2 separate regions of the Zea mays genome follow, and region 2 is linked to region 1. Evidence: chromatin contacts called from public Hi-C data. All regions are on one chromosome and are shown on one strand. The core of a region is the stretch at or near the end of the contact, and the rest is flanking DNA. Distances in the headings are between cores, read along the strand shown.

What was found. Hi-C and Micro-C count contacts between places; a contact is called where the count stands out from the background.
Region 2: a Hi-C map of leaf mesophyll shows a contact between it and region 1, with 2.3 times the contacts expected there. The contact joins the promoter of LOC103633312 here to the promoter of LOC100273053 in region 1. A contact is called at or near these places in 6 of 25 Hi-C or Micro-C datasets (bundle sheath, ear, endosperm and 3 more).

The regions. Positions count from the first base shown.
Region 1 is chr7:167,768,417-167,776,224 of Zm-B73-REFERENCE-NAM-5.0, forward strand. LOC100273053 reads right to left here and starts at 3,583. Exons shown (of 3, transcript NM_001147502.1): 1 at 3,373-3,583; 2 at 2,903-3,058; 3 at 1-37. The coding sequence starts at 3,029.
Region 2 is chr7:167,962,144-167,969,951 of Zm-B73-REFERENCE-NAM-5.0, forward strand. It overlaps LOC103633312, which reads left to right and starts at 2,800. Exons shown (of 3, transcript XM_008655035.4): 1 at 2,800-3,252; 2 at 4,518-4,867; 3 at 5,245-7,808. The coding sequence starts at 3,036.

The sequences.
Region 1 (7,808 bases), core at 2,333-4,832:
GATATAGGCATGCCATGATGAATGGAATCAGTGCCAACTGAAAAACACAATGATGAAAATCAAATCCATTATAGTAACTAGGGACAATGATCAAAGAATGGGACAATGGAGCGTATAGATAAATCATGGCCATTAAAGAAATCAGTATACATAACACTTGCAAAATGGTTTCATTTCCAATGTCATTCTAATCATAAAAAAGTACCAATGGAGATAACTAAACCAAGGCTTGAACTCCATATCATGCTATATACTTTGTTGATAATATGATGTGGCTGGAACTCTGAACAATTCAAATTCATATCCTGTTTAAACGATTGTATTTTGTTTATTACTTTGCATTGTCTTGACCATGTGCCAACTAAACGTTACATTGTTTTTTTTCAGCAAGCCTATGTCGGAAAATGGACCCTCGACAAGTAATCGAAGGAATAAAGATCCTAGAAGTGCAAAATTTTCTTTGACATGGAACACCAAGTATTGAACTGTCAGGACTCAGGCAGAGCCCAGAAAATCAGCAACACCAGATTATAGCATCTAATACAGGACTATAAGTTTATGATGATTGATGACACTTAGGGCTAGTTTGGCAACCCCATTTTCCAAGGAATTTCTATTTTCCCAAGAAAAATGTGGGTGTTTGGACTCGCGGTCCTAACCAACTAGTGAAGTTATGTCATGTGCCCCAGATCCAGATAGTGATGCGAGTTGACACAGGCGATTTATCCTGGTTCGGAAAATGCAAGGCCCTGCTTCCAGCAGAGGGGGATGAAGCTTATATTACTCGCACCGAAGTGATTGTAGTAGGGGTTACAAGCTGAGCGGGAGAGGGGAAGGCCCTAAGTCCCTATAAATGATTGAGGCAAGTGCCAATATCGGATGCCAGGAGAAGACTACGAAATGTTCGCCTACCCCTAGAGAGGTCGTAGACTAACCTATTTATATGCCCAAGGGGAGCGCATCCTTGTAGACGGGGCATGCTTGCATGCTGTGGAGGGTGTCTTCGCGTCCTGTAGACAGCATGGCCTTTGTACTTTGTTATTGACTTGTGCTTGATTGTTTCCTGCTGAGAGCCGCGACCGAGGCCGAGGGCTCGGTTGTGTCCCCGAGCCCCCCTGAGAGGGGTTGCACATACCATAGTGGTTGACACAGTGCTTAGTATGGGAAAAGGCTTTTTAAGGGATGCGTCAGCTTTACTGTGTCCGATGACGTTGGGGACGTCCTCTGACACAAATATCGAGGGTAGGATCGGGCTAGGTGAGATGAAGGCATGCCCGATGTCACGACCGAGCCTTCTTGCGATTCGATGACGCGTGCCACAGTTCGAAGGAGTGGCCCTTCGCGGGATTCGCGCTGGGGCAGGTAGCCGAGGCCGGGCTCGAGCGAGGCGGAGTTTTGTCCTGAGGGTGAGCTTTGCGTCGGGCGAGACGGAGTTTGCGCCCGAGGGCTGGTCCGCCCTTCTGTCGTATTACATGTCTTGTCAGGGGCTGGCAGACGGCGTGCGTGTACAGTGGCGCGTGCGTAATCATGCTGGTGAATCTTTGACGGGACTGCGGTCTTGTTACCGTTGTACAGCTGTAACCCTGCGCGAGGTAGGTACGAGCATTGAATGCGGCTATCCCCCACGGGCCTTCGGGCTTGCTTTGTCCTTATCGCCTAAGATAGGTTCGGGCGAGGCGAACATGGCGGTCCTAGGGCGAGGGTGCCTCGGGCGAGGCGGAGACTCTCCCGAGTATGTGACCTACTCGAGACCGAGCTCGGGTGAGTCAGAGATTTTGGAAGGCCTTCGTGGGGAGCTCGGTCGGGACAAAGTTTTGTGGGGATGGTCATCGATACGAACCTCGGGTGAGGCGGAGTTTGTGATTCATGGTCCTCGAGGATGTACTTCAAGGGTGTCCCTAGGGTTTTAAGCGCGTTTTTGGGGGTGTAGTTTGGTACCCCTAATTTATCATACTCGACATAAAATTAGTTCATTTTTCTCTTGGGAAAATGGAGTTACCAAACTAACCCTTAATAGGAAACATAATATTTGCCAAAAATAACATACTCCCTCCATCCAATGAAATAAGGCATATATTTTTTTGACAAAGTCTTTAGAGTGAAACTTTGACCATTAATTTCTTTTAAAATATGACATCAACAAAAACAAATTAAGCATCATATTAAAGTATTTTTAATACAAATTTAAGTATATGACATGCATACACTAAAAAGATATGTTTTATTCTTGAATTGTTGGTCAAAGTTTTAAAATGTTGACTTTTCTAAAACATGTGCGCCTTATTTTATGTGATGGAGTATAATGATAAGGTGAAATGAATACGCCAGCACACACAAAAGAATTGACTGGAGAAGCATGAGATCAGTTTAGCCGAGGTAACTCCACCGGCTCTAAAGCATAACAGTATTTCTTGAGTTATATTTCAGTTATCCTATTCTGGACATTCAATGGCCCAATGTGTTTTCTCCTATGTCATGCATGCTTACCCATACTCAAGAGTGACAAGATAGAATTATGAAGCTGAGCAGCTGTTTTTATAGACTTTGCTAAAATACAGGATTCAGAATTGACAAAGGTGGTACGTGCTCAAATTGCCTGCAGAAAAGAATAACTTAATACAGTGCTAGTCAGTATAACAATAGTACTGTTTGAGCAGAAGCAACATGCATGAATAAAGTGGAATAGTTTAAGACAATATTTTGCTTCGAGGCATAGAGTGATCTATGTTTAAATGGAGATCTTTGGGTATCAGATGAAACGTTCAGTTCATAAGAAAAGAAGCAGCTTGATGATATTTCGTCTAGAACAAGAATTATCAATCAAAAAGGTTTAATCAAGAAGACAAAATAAAAGGTCGAAATTGAAGTGGACCAAAAGAAAATATATTTGTTGTCTTCATACCACGTAGAGCTCTTGCCGAAAAATGATCCGTTTTAACATGAAACTGGGTGCTCTTAAAACTTGATGATCTACCAGGAAAAGCTAGCAACTGAGCATTTCCAACAGAAACGCCCTGACATAGAACCATTTTGCATCAGCACCGCCTGAAGCAGTAATCTGCGCATACAAGTAAACGAACTGAGTGTTTGGTCTGACACTGAACCATGTAGCGGTACACGACGCAAACCCAACGCAGATTAAGTTATTTATTAGTTCAATTCGACAAGCAGGCTGAAACTTTTGGACACCAAACTGAAGCGATGAAGTTTAGAACATTTCAGAGCTAACTGAAGCCATGGAGCCAACAGAGAATTATGGAAAGCCGGCGAGAACAGACCAACGGCTGACTTAAACTAATAGAAATCCACCGAGGAGCATACGGCGGGGAGAGGAGAGAGAGAGAGAGGGGCACAAGTGATGTCTGTGTGTACCTAGGAAGCAGCCGAGGCACGCTCACCGCGGCGGTGGAGAGTCTGGTGAGATGGGAAGGGGCGGACGGAGGCCGATCTGTGCCGTAGCTGGCTCCGCTGGACCGGACTCCGGAGCGGGCAAGGGACGTCCCCCAAATCGGAGAACACCGGAATGGGGAGGCCGGAATGGGGAGGCCGCGCCGCCGCGGCGTAGGAACTAGGAAGAGATAGGGTTATGCAGCAGCGGTAATCAGGTATCTGGAATTCACTCTCGAATACAACATGTCCCCCTGCTCGCGCTGGGCTCGAACAAAACAAACAGGCCCTAGGAAAACATAGGCCCATTTGCATTCGGCCTGCTTTGCCTTTGACACCAAATAGAAAGTTAAAAGTTTCTGTTTCCAACAAATCAATATTACCATTTGGCCGGCCTGTTCGGCTGCGAGAATAATGTAGTGTTTGGTTTATGATCGAGGTCAGGCAGAGCGACCCGTTCTAATTTTTGGTAGCGTTTAGTTAAAAGAAGACAAGAACATACCGTGTGATTGGTTGCTCAGGCTACTCCGTCCAGGCCGACCGTTCTTTGGCATATGTTTGGTTGGTTGCAGAGCAGAATGACGGCCTGTACCCGCTCATGTAGTGTAGGTTTTCTTTTTGCTCATCTGCCACCTTTCCGGCAGACTAGAGGCCTGTTTGGATAGGGGCCGCAGCACGACACACCTGCGGCGGTTGATTTGGACACCACATCCGCGGTAGCTGGAGTGTGGCGCGGTGTGACGCCCGAGCCAGTCTGACGCGACACGGACATCTAGCACCTTAGTAACCAATCACGTAGACATTGGCTCTAAAAAGAAAATATTCTTTTAATATGTTCGAACTCACGTTTTTAAAATTTGAAAAGCATTTTTGCTCGTGAAAATGTGAAAATGGAACAGAGTTATTCTATCTTTTAAACATGGAACAAAATTATTTCATTCTTAGAAATTGAAACGAAATCATCAAAACCATACACATCCAGCCTGATTGAATGGTTGCGCAAGCACACGCACACTCGCGCAAGCTTGGCCGGTGAGATACGCATGTTTTGTGCGTACTTGCTGGTGCAGATAAAATGACTTGTTTTGCATTCGTCCATACAGCCCGCGCTTTTTAGATGCAGGCAATTAAATAGAAACTTAGATAAAGTTAACGCATATGGTGGTTCATGACGAGGTTGTGTTGTAGCAAGCACTGTAAATTGGCTACGGTATTTTGGCAAGAATAAGTGGCTGCATTTTTTTGGAAGAATAAGAGGTTGCAGCAACAACAACAGTCGTAATTGTATTCTCGCGGACAAACATGTCCGAACTACGTAAATTTGTAGAGATTAAGGTAATTTCAAGGTGAGCTTGTGTTGTTGGGACCATTAGTCGCGCTATAAAGTCTTTTCGTCCTTACTATTGAGCTGCATGCTTCCTGCAGCATTTTATGCCAGTCTTGTGGATAGATTTGTTGATTTTTTACTCAATAGATAACCATGATCTATGAAAACGTTAATAGTTTTTCTTTTCGGTAAAAACATATCAATAGGGTTATATATGAAGGGTTTGTGTGCTATGGTTGATTGACACATCTCATAACCTAGTTGTCGCCTCTCTTTCTAGGCTTGGCCTATCTCCGGCAGCTTATCCATCGACTTACCCATATTCAAACTCCACTCTGCGAACAGTGCATAACAGTGCAAAACAGTGTTTTTGGATAAACTTTAGCTAGACTACTACAGATGACCTTACATACGCCTAAGCCGCTATCATCCTTTGTCTACACTACATGAAAACAGTTAATTTCCGTCGGCCAGGAACCGACGGGAATAAGCATTAAACCGACGGGAATAAGTAATTTCCGTCGGTTTAGGGCTTATTCCCGTCGGTTGTCAGCCGCCAGGCGTCCCTTGTCAGGGATAAGGTTATCCCCGTCGGCGCCTGACGGGAATAATTAATTCTCGTCGGCTAGTTAGTGGCCGACGGGAATTAAGGCTAACTCCCGTCGGTTTTACTGGCCGACGGGCGTCACATATTAATTCCTGTCGGTTCCCCAGGCCGACGGGAGTTATTAATTAATTCCCGTCAGCCCTACGTGGCCGACGGGAATTAACTGGGCCGACGAGCGTTAGTAATTAATTCCCGTCGGTTCGACCATAGCCGACGGGAATTAACTGGGCCGACGAGAATTACCCTATACTGTTACAAAAACAACACTAAATTAGGTCATTATTTCTGCACACATAACATAAATCACAGATAACAGCCACATTACAAACACGTGCATTTAGAGATACGACATTCACAAACACATGCATTTAGACATAAACACATGCATTATAATTAAAACGTCCACCAACGAGTACGACATAGTATTAAAACATAACATCCACCAACATCCACCAACGAGTACGACATAGTATTGAAACATAACATCCACCAACGAGTACGACATTTCAAACATAAGTTCAAGTGTTTAGAGATAACCACCACTTGGGTGGTTAGAGCTTTGACCGCTGCCGCCACCACCACCAGGAGGAGGGAACACGAAGAGCGAGTCAACAAATATAGTCCCTACTGCTGGATCAGACCCACTACCACCCGCTTCAGGCGTAACCTATACAAGTTAGCAAATATCAACATGTTAAATGCAAATATCAAAAAGTATACAAGTGTATAAATTAATCGAGAGTTATCAAACGTACCCTATCTCCAGGTGCAGGTATATGTGTCGGAGGGGTGTTGAACTGTGGTGGTGGAATTGGTGTGTTTGCAAATTGGCTCCATTGTGGTGGCGGTGGAAAATTTGTTGCCATGCTCTGTTGCTGCATTAACTGTTAAACACATATGTGTTACTACTGAAGATGTTGTATTGAAATATAATAATTTAGAGTTCGGATTATGTGTACTCACTTGATACATCACTTGGTTATGTGCATTGCAAGCCTCCATAAATTCGCGTTGTTGTCTCATCTCTTCACGCATCCTCATAATCTCCAACTCCTGCTCGTTCGGTCGACGAGAGCATGAGCTACGGGAAGATGAACCCGTCCTCTGAGATCTCACCGACGACGAGTCAATGAACCCATCGAAGAGTGTGTATCTATAAGTGATTCAAAAAATGAGATTACTGCATAATCAATTTAGTGTCAACCATATAATTTCATAAGTTAGAGCTTACCGTCCATGCGCTTTGCCACCACCACTTGCGTACACCACCGAGGGATCCACCGGTTCATGGCGCCAGTCGAAGTCAGGGCCATGGCGACGAACTATCTCCTCCCCATATGCCGCCTATACATCATTCACAATCTTACAAATGCAGGAATTTATATACTTTGAACGTTTGAACTTTTGAGCCAAAACTCACCAAGCGATCCGTGGCTGTCTGGCTGCAGAGCTGGTCAGGGTTGTTCGGGTCTAGTCCTTTGTGGCCCTCCTAGTAGACCTCAATGTCACTAGGCTTTTGGCCACTCGTAGCTTCCTGTATAAACAAAAAACATTCATAAGAAATCCGTTTTTCGAGTCCATGATATAACCAAATTGGATGGATCTTCCACCCGTTTATTTGCTGATCGACATAGCTATATCAAACTTACCATTCTTTTAGCTTTTCGTATAATGTTGTCATCGCCAAACTTGTGGTTAGGATTGGTTCCTCGACATTGTCTATGATGCGCTGACGCTTTCTGGAAGCCTTCGGAAGCCCAATATCGACACCAAGCATAGTACGCATCAGGCACGGGCGCCATCCATGGAACCATCACCTGCACACACAATGTTACATATTATATCAATCACAACAATCAATATAAAGGGTAAAACAAATTGAATACTAACCTCACGATATTGATCCTCAGTCAAATATATCTTTGAGGACCCTTCCTTTTTATTCAAGGGGTCTGCTTCTTCCGGATGCTTTTGAAAATACAGGTTTGTAGCCTGAATTCTCGCATAGTATATGGCATCCTTCACCAGCTTCTTTGCATTGTTTTGGAAGACACATTCAGCGTGCCCCATGTAATCCTCTCCGTCAGGCAACCGATATCGAAGCTACAACATAAAGAATACAAATACAATGGTATAAGTCATAGATTTACAATATTAAGAAACATAACAAAAATAATAAAGAATTCATACCCAAAAGTCATTATGCACAAGTCCCTGTCTGTCGGTGTGGTTTCGTTCCTTTTTAAACTTGTACTCGTCCCAAGTACTGACGAGCACATCATCCTCGGTATCACCGTTTGACACCTTCACTATACCAGGGTAGTGAAGGCGGCAAAGAGAACCCAACGTAAGGTTAACCTGAGTGTGGTGTCCCTTGCCGTCAAAGGACAGGTCCTCCCAATTCCTACATTACACAAAAACATTAACAATAGACATAATAGTTATATGAGATAAGTTAATATATTACACTCATCGATCTCCATGTGG
Region 2 (7,808 bases), core at 1,550-4,049, 190 kb after region 1:
GTTAAGCGAATTCTTATATATTTAGTCGCTACGCCTTGCTTCGGGATCTGGTATCCAAAGGGGTCTACCTTTGACTTAATTGGATATTCAGACTCCGATTATGCTGGATGTAAGGTTGATAGGAAGAGTACATCAGGGACGTGCCAATTCTTAGGAAGATCCCTGGTGTCGTGGAGCTCTAAGAAACAAACCTCCGTTGCCCTATCCACTGCTGAGGCCGAGTACGTTGCCGCAGGACAGTGTTGCGCGCAACTACTTTGGATGAGGCAAACCCTCCGGGACTTTGGCTACAATCTGAGCAAAGTCCCACTCCTATGTGATAATGAGAGTGCTATCCGTATGGCGGATAATCCTGTTGAACACAGACGCACAAAGCATATAGACATCCGGCATCACTTTTTGAGAGACCATCAGCAAAAGGAAGATATCGAAGTGTTTTATGTTAGCACCGAGAACCAGCTAGCCGATATCTTTATCAAGCCTCTAGATGAGAAGACCATTTGCAGGCTGCGTAGTGAACTAAATGTCTTAGATTCGCGGAACTTGGATTGATTTATAGCATACATGTGTTCTATGCCTTGATCATGTTCCTTATGCATTTTGTTGTTTATTTATGGTGCTCAAGTTGTACAAGCACTCCCCGGACCTCACAAGTCCATTTGCAAGTGATGCACATATTTAGGGGGAGATGTGCTACAACTTGACTCTTTGGGACTAACCATGTGCTTGAGTGTTCTTAAATTAGTCTCAAAGGTGGATTGAAAGGGAAAGGTGGACTTGGACCATGAAAGACTTCCACTGCACTCCGAAAAGAGGGTAACTTACTCCAAGTTCATCTCCATGTCTCTTATTGCCTTTTGCTCTTAATTGATAATTTTGGTGAGGCAATGGGGTTTAAGGGCCAAAAATGATCCCGTTTTGGTGCTTCATGCCAAAGGGGGAGAAATTAAGGGCCAAAGCAACAAATGGATCAGCTACCACTTGAGAAATTTTGAAAATAGTAGAGTTAGGACTTTTGATTTGTCAAAATTCTAAATGTCACTTTTTGTCAAAAGTTGGTCTCTTGTGGGGAGAACATTTGATTATGGGAAATAGGGGGAGTTTTTGAATCAGTGATCAATTTCTCTTGGAATACCTTTCTCTATGCCTCAACAAGTGAATTTGACTTAGAGATAGGAAATTGAGTTTGATTTGCAAAAACAAACCAAGTGGTGGCAAAGAATGATCCAAATATGCCAAATTTGAATCAAAACAAATTTGTGTTCTCATTTGCATTGATGTTGCACTTCTTTTAGTTGCTTTTTGCTGTGTTGGCATAAATCACCAAAAAGGGGGAGATTGAAAGGGAAATGTGCCCTTGGGCCATTTCTATAAGATTTTGGTGATTAAGTGCCCAACACACATTAAGGAATGAGTATATGCCAAAGGGTGGACAAAGTGCAAATCAATACAAAGGTATGATTCTAGACTTAGTACATTGATTTTTGTGTACTAACATATTTGTCTAAGTGCTAGAATCAGAGAAAAGACAATTGGAAAACACTTGGCTCGAGCAACCAAGACTCTGCTCAGTCTGGGTGCACCGGACAGTGTCCGGTGCGCCCGGCTGGCTCTGGTGAAAAGGCCGCTCTCGGGAATTCGTCGGCGGCGTACGACTAAAATTCACCGGACTGTCCGGTGTGCACCGGACTGTCCGGTGAGCCAACGGTCGGCCGCGCAATCCGCGCGTGACGCGTGGCCGGGCCAACGGTCTGAAGTGGGCACCGGACTGTCCGGTGTGCACCGGACACTGTCCGGTGCGCCAACGGCTCCAAATCTTCAACGGTCGGCTGCGTCAGAATAGGAAATAAATCCGCACCGAACAGTGTCCGGTGGTGCACCGGACTGTCCGGTGCGCCAGTCGACAGAAGACAAGAATTGCCTTCCTGGAATGCTCTCAACGGCTCCTTGCTGCCTTGGGGCTATAAAAGGGACCCCTAGGCGCATGGAGAAAGACACCAAGCACACCTTGAGCATTCTTGATCATTCACACTTCGTCTTTGCACACTCGTTTGACATTCTTAGTGATTTGAGCTCTGTTCTAGTGAGAACTTTGAGATATTCATTTGAGCTCAAGTCTTGGCCGTGTGTGTGTGCGTATTGCTGTGGACTTGTGTGTGTTGCTCATCCCATCCTTACTTCCGTGTTCATTTGTGATAACCTTTTGTAAGGGCGAGAGACTCCAAGTTGTGGATATTCCTCACAAACGGGAAATAGTGAAAGGAGGAAACATCGTGGTATTCAAGTGGATCTTTGGATCACTTGAGAAGGGTTGATTGCAACCCTCGTCCGTTGGGACGCCACAACGTGGAGTAGGCAAGTGTTGAACTTGGCCGAACCACGGAATAAATCATTGTGCCTCTCTGTGTTGATCTCTTTGTGGTTGGTGTGTTTTACAAGAACTCCTCTCTAGCCACTTAGCTTTATTGCTCTAACACTTAATCAAGTTTGTGGCTGTAAGTTTGAAGTTTTTACATGATCACCTATTCACCTCCTCTAGGTGCTCTCAGCAAATCGTACACACGTTGGTGGAGATGTGATAGTATATTTAAAAATGTATCAGAGAAAAGGAAAGGATTGCTTTTAAAAGCTGATATATAAGGTAAGAGGGTTGTTTTGTACTCCTTGATCTCAAAATATAATTCGTTTAAAATTAATTGTATATTTATTAATTAACATCCGAATGAATAGGTTTATATTTGTTATTATTATTTGAATGAATATGGAAAGAAAAAAACGGTCTGCAAATAACTATATTTTAGAACGGACCTACTAAAAATATTATAACGGTTTGCACGGTTCCATTCATAAATGATCTATCCACAATCCGTTTGTCAGACACACCACCAGATTCGCGTGTGGTGAAAGCTACTGGTAGATCGCTTGACGGAATTCGGAAGCCACTGAGGCGAGCGGCGAGCGCACACCGTCACAAGCACCACGCCGCCGCTACTGACTGACCCGACCATCACTCACCCAATACTTGGAGGTGCGAGATGGCAGCGTCAGGATCGGGAGGCAACGAGCCCGGCGGGCGGCCTTGGACGGCGACCAGCACGTGGGTCCTCGGTCCCGCCGGCGGGACCGCGGAGGACGCTGTCTCGTTCGAGACCTCCGACTACGACGCCGAGGCGTCACCGGCTGGCGTCGTGCTCTGCCGCCCGCCGGCCGACGCGGAGGGCGACGTGCATTCCTGCCCCTGCGAGCTCACTGGTGAGTCCTCTCTTTGTCTTCGGTAGAACCAACCAACCTAGTAAAAATTAAATTTGGAGGTTTGTTGTGCTCGCTTAGTCGAATCGTTGATCGGATGCAACTGCCCGCTCGGCTGGGAAGTGTTGCTACTTGCGTCACAGTCGGACAGCGTCTGAGCGGGCAAAACCCTAGTAGGCTTATATACTATCTATAAATCGAATTGGGCATCGGCTATTTGGGTTCTGGGGATCTAGTGCTGTGATTGTTCCATTGGGCTGGAAGTGTCGTATTAATGTTTTGTTAGGGAGAAGGTTATCCCCGCTTTTTTTCTGCATGACGCATTCTAGGCACGTCCGCCCACATTGTCTTGGTCCAAAATCTGGAAGACTTGAATAGCTACATGGCCTAAACTTAAAGTTTCTCGAGAAATGACTTCATCAGATACTGCTGCATCTTCCCAGTTGGAGTCCTGAACTGTTCCAGTTGCATTGAGCTTTAAAGTATGAGTGAATTGTCCACTTCTCTCCATTAGCTTAAGCTTTTGGGTTAAATTGGTGGATTAATGCTTTGGGGTCCCTTTGTTAATCTTACGTGTTGTTGAAACTAAGTAACTACAACAACTTGTTGAGATGCCTAAACCCTGCTCATAATGTTGGTACAGACTAATAAATTGATGTATGACCACCATGAGTTAGTTACCTATAGCTAGGGGTGATAATGGGCTCTAGATTTTACACTGTAAAATTTAAGGATCGAATCGGATTAGGATTAGGCTTCATTCCTATTTATTTTTGAACAAGAATGAATTAATGGCCCTAACTTATTGTAAAGAAACATTTGGATCGTGATCCATTACCACGCTTACCTATAACACTTTGACTCTTCTTATTCAGTCCACGATCATAGCAACAGCATTTGGTTGTTAAGGCCCATATTACCCATATTACATGTGCCTATATATTCTACCAAGTCCCTAAGGACTAAGGACTCTTTTTCAAATCCAAGGTTAGTAACATTGGTAGTTTCAGATGTATGATACTTTGGAAATTACATTTGCTGGTGTTTTACATCTCCTATAGCTAAACATTGTCGGATTCTACTTTACCATGGAATCTGATTATGGCATTATTTCCAAATCAACTTTGATAGCGTTGTACCTGGTTTTGGCGTCTTCTATTGAACAGTCGAACCGTTGGATTCCTATGGAAGCCTTTAGTAATGCAAATTTGTAGACAGTTACATTCTCATCCTGTATACACAAAAACTTAATCAAGGATTTTGTTCAGTTAGTTTCAGGGGGAAGTATGAGATTCACAGGGTATATGTGCGAAGCACAGCTCGGATATATGAACTATACCACTCTCCTGATGCAAAGGGCACCGGCAAGGATTATCTATGCACCGTGCGTTGTGGACTTGCTGTTAAAGAACCGCAGCCCTATGGCGAAGAAAGTATGTCCCAGCGGACTGGCAGTGCTTTAAACAGTGCCAAGCGTGAACATGAGGCAAAAAGTGTAAGCAGTGGTAGTGATGAAGATAGTTGGGTTGATGTCAATATTCCAGAATCTCCTGCGGGAAATAAAACACTAACATCTCAAGAAAGGAATGTGATTCGTACCTGCCAAGTAAATACTATGGTATGCAATTCATTTTTTTTATTCTGCCGATGAAACATTGGTTAATACTCATTTATCACCAGAAATTTATGCAGGCAATGGTTTTGTTAGATAAAATAAGGATGTTTTTCTTTGTTATGAGGTCATCTCTAGCAACCTTATCTGTCTCACCTCCTATTTCAAACTTCGCTTTGTGAACAGTGCAGAGACTGCTGTGCAAAACAGTGTTTTGCACGGTCTACTGGAGTTTCTTATTGAGTTCTTTTTAAGATATCTACAACCTTTTTGTTAGTGATACTTTTAGAGAAGTGGGATTGATGAGCAGGCGGACTTACAAGTTGCAACTTTGGACGTAGTAAAAACATTGTCCTTATCTTCTGTTATTATATGTATTGCAGGCACACTATGAAGCTACTGCCGAGATGACTGATGTTAACCCATGTGCATCCCTTACTATACGTCTTCTATCACTTCAGTCAAATACGTCAGTGCACATTGAGGAAATCTACATATTTGCTGATCCTGTTGAATCCACCAATGATGTTTCAGTAAGAGGTCCTGGAAACATGGGAGGCAGTTCTTTGCTGGCAATGCTTGCTCCTGGCCTTATGCAAATGTCTAAGTCAAGAAATTTGAAAATTGATGGTAGTTATTTTTCTGACAAATCAAGGGATCAAGATAGCGTCACATGTGAAAGGGTTACACAGGAAGCAGGGCTGTGTAGCACAAATGATTCAAAATATACGTCTGCAGGGATAGAAAGTGGAATGGGCCCTACAATTGGTGTTACAGTATCTGATGAAAAAAGTAGCCAAAGCGAGTTCCAGTTCAAGGAGCCCAATTCTCTTCCACTGCCTGTACAAACATTAGATAGCACACAAGCGCCTTCAGTGAAGGATCGGCGAGAATTAAACACAGGTCATCCCCTCATGAATGAAAACTTTACTCCTTATAATCATATTGAGAGAAAGCTGGATACTCTGCTGTCAAAGGTAGAGAAGGTGGAATTATATTGCTCTAGGTTTGAGGACAGCATGATAAAGCCCCTTGGTAGCATTGAGGCAAGGCTTCAGCGACTGGAGGAACAGTTTAGTTCGTTCTCTCTGGATATTCAGTCTTTGAGAGGTTCTTCTGCATTTATGTCAGCACCAGATGGTATGCCTAATACAAAGAGCTCGCAGGAGGAAGCACCTAATGATGCTAATGATAGAAGTACTTCTACAACTGACAGGAAGCCAGGTTTAGTTGTTAGGGCGCCAGATTTTATGTCAGATGATTCCTGTGGTTGTAATGTAATAACTAATGGAAACCAGGTTAGTTGCCATGGGCCTAATGTGGTGCCAAGGCTACTTGTGAAGGTCCCTGATTTTATTTCTCAAGCTGAGTTAACTGATGGAAACCTCCATGATGGACATGCTCTATCTTCTGAAAAGGAGTGTAAGCCTTCCCCGGGTTTAATTGTCAAGGTTCCTGAATTCCTAGATGATGATGATGATGATGACGATAATGACAGCGACGACGAAGTGGAAGGGAAGAAACAGGCAGAAGTTTGTGGTGATGGTGATGCTCACGCATGGTCTGATGATACTCTGAAGAAAAACACATCCAGCAACACCAAGAGCAAAAAAACTGTATCTATCAATGGGGCATTGGCGTCCGCATTGGAGGCATTACTCACTTCCACCATAGGACCACCATCTTCAAAACCTGCTGTTTGCGCTACCAGTAATTTAAGTGCTGAAAATATTAATGATTCCTTCAGTTGCTCCCGTTATCCTGGAAAAAGTGGCGAGATGCCCACTAAATATGGTTCAGTTGACCAATTTCTGGGTACATCTGGTGATCCAAATTTGGTCGGTGCCTTCATATCTTTTCAGGATATTGATACGACTCATAATTCTCTGTCAAAGGAAATGTTGGATAGCGAGGTTGAGATAAATGAACATAACTGTGATCTCAATACAGAAAAGGTGGCATTTGTTGCAATCACAGAACCATTGGATGTTTCCTCACAGACTGATAAAATTGACGAATCTATTTGTGATGGAAGTTGGATGAACAGACAAAACAATGGTTCTAATTTTGATACAATGCCATATATCATGAACATTGAACCTTTGGATCCTTCTAAGCCTCCTACAGTTTTTGGACCTGTTGATAGTGGAGTTCAGGTGAATGAAGATAGACCTTCCATATCCTTGCTGGAGTTTCTTGCAGCAAGGAATGCAAACTCTTGCAAGAATGATACTTCGGAGGTATGCCTTGGTAACGAAGCTGCTGAAAAACTGTCTTTTGAGAGAACATCGGCTGGAGCTGGTAAAAACTCGAAAAATACCAGTCAACTTCTAGTGAAGAAAGCTCTTGAGATTGACGCGGACGAGAGATTTTTTTTGTCTAGTGTACCCATCGGGGCAAAATTTGAAAGAACAAGCAGTCCCGCCCCCAGAACTAGTGGGCACGATATTAATAATACAAAAGAAGCTGTCTCAGATAAGGAATGTGGCCTGGAGGATAGAGAGAATGGAATTAGGCTCTCTTCGAGGATGGACTCTATATTTTCTCAGTGTCATGCTACAGACTCCTTGTCAAGTTTGAGTAGTATGGAGTCATTTAGTGCAGCACCTGCCACAGACCCTGTTGTTCCAGGGAATGACACATCGGGAAATTTCGTGGAAGATCTTGCAGGCATTGGAGATCATCCTGTTGCAACACTAATATCTGGGGAAGATCTCCAAAAGGTTTGTGATTTGCTTTATGAGTTGAAGGATGACATGTTGGGCATGGCCTCCACAGCAAAGTGTACAAACAAGAGCAGCCCGTCCCTTGAAGTCTTGCTTGCTGAATCATCTGATTCTGAAGTGCAAATTTCTGATCTTGAGGAGGGTATTGCCAGTGGCGCTGGCATTGGCTCAGCTGGACTGTTTGGTACATTCTCATCTTCAGATGACGATGCTTCTGCTGC